2 separate regions of the Mus musculus genome follow, and region 1 is linked to region 2. The links are chromatin contacts, called in public Hi-C maps. All regions are on one chromosome and are shown on one strand. The core of a region is the stretch at or near the end of the contact, and the rest is flanking DNA. Distances in the headings are between cores, read along the strand shown.

What was found. Hi-C and Micro-C count contacts between places; a contact is called where the count stands out from the background.
Region 1: a Hi-C map of cerebellum shows a contact between it and region 2, with 1.7 times the contacts expected there. The contact joins the enhancer-like site here to the promoter of Hs6st3 in region 2. A contact is called at or near these places in 2 of 39 promoter capture datasets (cranial neural crest and frontonasal cranial neural crest), 5 of 484 Hi-C or Micro-C datasets (cerebellum, cerebral cortex, forebrain and 2 more), 1 of 115 datasets of contacts at active chromatin or transcription factors (forebrain) and 1 of 9 other capture datasets (embryonic stem cells).

The regions. Positions count from the first base shown.
Region 1 is chr14:119,255,917-119,258,755 of GRCm38.p6, reverse strand. The region is part of intron 1 of Hs6st3 (heparan sulfate 6-O-sulfotransferase 3); the gene reads right to left. Among named protein-coding and RNA genes, the nearest start is that of Hs6st3, 120 kb to the right of the region's middle. Within about 2 kb of position 1,490, at least 3 of the 459 cell types and tissues checked have an H3K27ac peak or open chromatin away from gene starts, as enhancers often do. A contact at or near this core is called in cerebellum, where this site is marked.
Region 2 is chr14:119,136,830-119,139,673 of GRCm38.p6, reverse strand. It overlaps Hs6st3 (heparan sulfate 6-O-sulfotransferase 3), which reads right to left and starts at 1,409. Exons shown (of 2, transcript NM_015820.3): 1 at 556-1,409. The coding sequence starts at 1,259.

The DNA.
Region 1 (2,839 bases), core at 241-2,740, 120 kb before region 2:
CCCCATATAGAACTAGAACACACAAAAGTAAATGGGATCATAGGATCCATGCTATGCATGAATGAGAATTACAGTCCAAGGCCAAGTCGGAGCACATACTGAACACAAGCTAACATCTGAAGAATTAAAAATGAAAGGTTAGAGGTATCTGAGGTGTATCAGGTATAAGATACAGTCTGTGATCGTCCATTCAATAAGCAGACATGCATTGGTCTAGGTTCTTGAGATATATTAATAGCAAAACAATAATTATTGCCCTTGTGTGGTTTAAGGGACAATATGCAAAAGAAAAGGGACATACTAAATAAGTGAGTTCATTATTTACTAAATGTTAAGTCAGGCAGCATAATGAAATAGGAAAATGGGGATAGCAAAGGAGATCAGGGTGCAGAAGAATGACCTAATGCTGAAAGCTCAGCAATGGTGTCTCAGATCATTTGCATAGATGTGACCAAAACACACACACACTGGAGAGAACAACCTGAAGGAGAAAGATATATTTTGTCTCCTAATTTCAGAGACCCCCACACACACACACAGGCCATGCACTTGAACTAAACCTCCAAGTGTGACTGTGTGGCAGAGGAGTGTGAATTGCAGGCCATGCAAGCAGAGAAGCAGAGCATGAGGAAGAGCCTGAGGACCAGGGATGGCCTCCCAAACCAGGTCTAAATGCATCTAAATCAGGAAGAGTTTGGATACACAATCCATCTTCAGATGTACCACCTCCAGCTAAGCAAGCCCCCTCTTCCCCAAATAATGCCAACATCTAGGGACCAAATGTTATGCATATGAAGCCATGGGAGACATTTCCTCATAATGCAACATATCCACTATGAGTGCAAGCTCATAATGCAACATGAGTTCCAAAATATTTACCATTCCAACAGTTCAAACTCCTAGTTACAGAATCTCTGATATTCAAAGCAATGCTTAGTTATGAGCCCCTAAAATATTAATATCAATTTACATACCCAACATAGAATGGAACAGAGTAAGAATTTCTAATCCAAAAGAGAGGGATGAGGTGTTGACATCAGGGATAGAAGAACCCAGAGCAATATATATATATATGTGTGTGTGTGTGTGTGTGTGTGTGTGTGTGTGTGTAGCCCATGCCCAATATCCAGGGACTACAGTGTTATGAGATGAGCTCCAAAGGGTTTGCACAGCCCCACCCTTCAACCTTTGTGTTTACAGTCCATTATAATTTTGGCTGGCTCCACTCATTATTCATCGGTTTCCTTAACAGGCATTCCATGTTCCCAGTGAACATCTCCAGCAACCTCAGGTCTCTCCTGCAGCTAATGCTTCGCCTTTAAGCTTCAAGTTTCATCAGTCAAGGTCTGTCTGCAGGAAATCTGACCCAGTCACACATTCTCTGACCTCCTGGTCCCCTCTAAAATCTGTGGAGAAAATGCAATGTTCCATCACCATTGCGTTCTGCATGACCGCACAACAAGCATCACATGGGGAATGCCAAAGTCTCCTGCCAGCTGGAGTCGCTGCCAAAACTGCTTGGACCGCAGTGGCTTTGGGTTATGTTGGGCAGGATGGTAGAAAAACTCCTGTGGGAATCATTCCGAAGGCATCATCTTCCTAATGGTGGGTTTTCCAAAATGTTTTCTATTTTATAATTTCCATGCCTGCAGTAGGTGAACAGGTAAATTCTTGAGATACGCTCAAGCAATGTTCCTGTTGTCCTAATATAAAGTGCTTAGATTCTTCATGATGACACAAACATCTTTAATAACCATCATTAGCCGCCACAATTTTACGGTGTTTTTTACTTACCAAATTGCAAGTCTTTCATGCCTTTCTGCTGTGTACTTGACCACTGATTTTTAACTGTAAACCTGGTTAGCTAGCAATATTCATTCCACAACCTAAATCTTAGACCACTCTGGAATTTTCTCTGACAGATTAGTTACCTATCATCTTCAAATTCAATTTCCTGCAGAATCTTAGGATGTGGATAAACATATACAAGTTCTTTACCAAAATGTAACATAAATAGCCACTACTCCAACTCTTCGAGCCCATAAGCACAATTCTAGCCTTCTGGATCCCATTAAAATCATTTAGTAAATCCTGTTGGTGTTATTTTAAGTTTCCTCTAATTTGTTTCTACAAGACTCTCTGAATTGGTTCCTTCAAATAAACCAATTCAAAATGCTGAATAATTAGTGTTTTATTCATAGCTACAACTGTACTGCTCACACCAATCCTATGTGTCACTTACTTGTGTGTACTTATGACCAAAAGGGCTGAGAAAAAATCTAAATCAGGAAACACTTGTGCATTTGTGTGATGTGAGGACTATGGGGGTCATTATAGTCAACCACTACTTTCCAATAGTTGAGCACATCTTTGGGCTCCAATCACAAGTCCATGAGACATGAAGAAGACATGGGGCTGGACTATCCTTGTAAAGTTAAGCATGAAGGCTTGATCTTAAGGGAAGCATATTTAAGAGAAAGCATGAAGTTCAGTGCGATCTGTAGTTCGTGAAGACATTTTATTCGGGAACTTGAAATGCATGGATGCCCTTCACTGAGGTGTCAGAAACACGTGATAGACCTAATACCCAGTCCATCATTTATATCATTAAGATAGAACATTGCCATCAGGCCTCACTAAAAGACATAATTCTACATCTGACTTATGTCCTGGCTTTAGATTGCATGCCATCTGAAAACCACCCTCTCAAATCTATTCTCTCAATGTAAATACCCTGGGTTGGCTATGAGGCTATAAGTCTGCAACCCTGTCAGAAATCTGAGAATGACCAACATTAACTGAAAACATATAGGAATCCTAACACAGCTCTCCTTCAAGC
Region 2 (2,844 bases), core at 160-2,659:
GGTTATCACAGTGGAGCACGATTTTGCACGTGTAGATCTTCAAAGCGGCATCAAGAGGATTGTTCTCTAAGCTGGCAAGCAGCCATCCAAGAGCCACTTAGAAGGACATTATGCTCCAGCCTCACCATTCCTGAAAAACTATGTCTGCACTCCCGGATCCCCTATTCTTTGGATTTCCACCACATAATTTAAGTTCAAGACTCGACCTCTCTCCCTCGACACCCTGGTTATTCCATAGCTGTTCTTTAGTGTCTGCTCCAAATACCTCATCACACAATGCTAGGCACTGTGCAGAATGCACATCAGGATGGCCGTGGACATGGCTGAAGGTGACAGGGGGTGGCAAGAAACAGTGAAGCATGGGAAAGAAACCAACTCAAGACACCCCCCCCCCCCGGTGGGTATCCAGCGGTTTCTCACCCTTCACCCAAATTCGCTGCCCACCCTTTGGAAAGCCACTGCCAAACAGCTAAGGGAGCGCGACGCGGGACTGGCGGGGTCAGGACTTGGGGGAAGGGAGTGGGGTTCAGGAAACCAACAGACGCGGGACAGTACCTGGTGTGGCTGTGGTTGCGGGGACAATCCTTCTTCTCCATGATGGCCGGCACGCAGTTGGTGAGCTCGGTCCAGTCGGCATGCAGCCCGCAGCTCCAGCCGGTGGAGAAGCGGGAGAAGAGCCAGGTCTCCTTCTTGCCCGGCCGGTGGCAGGTGCACTTTTTCTGGCCAGCTTTGCAGCTGCATGGCTGCTCCAGACGAATGTTCTTCACCAGGTGCCGGCCGAACGTGGTGCCCCCGGTCTTCTGGATGTGCAGGAACACGATCACATCCCGCCCTTTGATGTTGAAGTCCACGAAGCGGGTCAGGTCCTTGAGGGTGAAGTTGAATCGAGGCACGAACCGGGGCAGGGAGCCGTTTTCGGGCGCCTCGGGGTCCGGCTCCTCCTCTTCTTCCTCCTCCTCCTCCTCCGGGTCCCCGGGATCCTCATCCTCATCCTCGGGAGCCGCGACCCCACGAGACCCCTCGGGCGGTCCCCGGGGTGGCGGTGGCAGCTGGGGCCGCCGCTCCCACTCATCAAGGGGTGCTTGTGCCCGTCGGGCAGGACTCGGGACAGCGGGCGGGCGGGCCTCCCCGGAGCGGAGCTGCTCCCCGAAGTTGGTGCATGAGCTGGTGCAGGAAGGGGACACGTACTGGTACATGATGACCACGAAGAGGAGAGTGAGCACCGGCGTCAGCAGCCACTTGTTGAACCTTTCATCCATGGTCCCGTTCTCAGGCCGGCAGGTGAGGTGGCTGCGGCGCCAGCGGCGCGATCGGGCGCCTGCTCGGAAGTTTCGGGGACTCCGGGGCGCGGCTCGGAGCCCGCCGCTCCTCCATGCCCCTGCCGCCGAAGAGAACGGCTGTCTGGCTGCCCCGCCGCACTCCGGGGTTGGCAGAGCCGGGGCCTACGAGCGGAGCCGAGAAGACGGGCGCCGGCGCCGGCGGCTGTGGCGTGGGGCTCCTCTCGATCCCTGGGGCGCCGGGCTCCAGCCGGCTCCTCTTGTACCTGGACGCGGCGCTCTCAGGCGACACGGAGCATCCCGCCGCCGGTCGGTAGACGCTCAGGCGCTGCGGTGCGGGGTTCGTGTCCCGGACCTTCCCGGGGCAGCTGCGGTGGCGAGCACAGGAGCTGCATGAGGCTCACCAGGGCGCGGGCCAAGGGCGAAGGCTCGGCCCGGTCCCGCAGCCCCAGCCCTCCGCGTGCACCGCGCCCGGCACCTTTGCCCACGGGTCCCTGGGCGCCGAGAGCCCGCCGCAAGTTTGCAAAGCCGCCCCTCGGCGGCGGCGAGCAAGACGCCTCTGCGGAGCCGCCTCCCGGGCAAATCGCACTACTGCTCCGGGTCCGCCCGCCCAGGCGCAGGCAACGCGCACACACTCGCTCACGCGGGCTGGCACCGCCACAACCCGCCAGCCGGTGTGACAGGAGCCCTGCTACCCGCAGCAAAAAAACCTGCCCTAGGTACGGAGCATGCGCCAAAGCCTTCCTCAGCCCCGGAGGAGTTTCCAGGGGAGGAGTCCACGGCTCCGCGGGGCTCGCGGGAGGCTGCTGGGGGTGGGAATCCCTTCAGCCTGGAGCCTAGGGAGATCTGGCAGAAAGGCTACCGCGGAGCGAGAACAGGCCCCATGGAGGGCGTTGCTAGCGATGATCTGATTCCTCTAAATTGCAACATTGGCAGCTTTCTCAGTGTGAGAGTGGACAGAAACCTGGTTGGTCTTGTTTGCAGGAATAAAACACCCCTATGGCAGAAAGTCTCACGCAGACTAAACAGGCGGTTGCTTGTCCTTCCTCAGCAGGGTACATAGGTTCCAGACTTCATTTACTGCCTCCCAACACGCTCAAACTGATGCTCCAGTTTGTTCCAAGCTTCCTCAACTATGAACTTAGTAGGTCCAACACTACAACTTTATTCAACCAGCAACCATTAAAAAGCCTGCTTTATAAAGAGATTTGTGTTTGATGCGAACTCCCTTTCCATGGCTCCAAGACGCAGCCCTGCAGGATATAAGTCCTAAAATCCATTCCATTAACACAAAGTGGGCTCTTCGATGTTCAAGACTCGCCCTTTTCCCACCCCAGTAAGAAGCAACATCAGCTGCCCTCACCTGTGTTCCACAGTGAAGACCTCCTTCGTTGTCCACCGAGGTTTTCATTAAAAAACTTCTTTCGAGTGTGTACATTTTGAATTTGCCCCAGGATCCAAACTTCTTTGCTTAAATACACTTTATGGTTTTTCAGATAATGCATTGATACACCGTTCAATTCACATCAGTCTGGAGTATTTGACCCACGATGTCTAGACCAGCTAG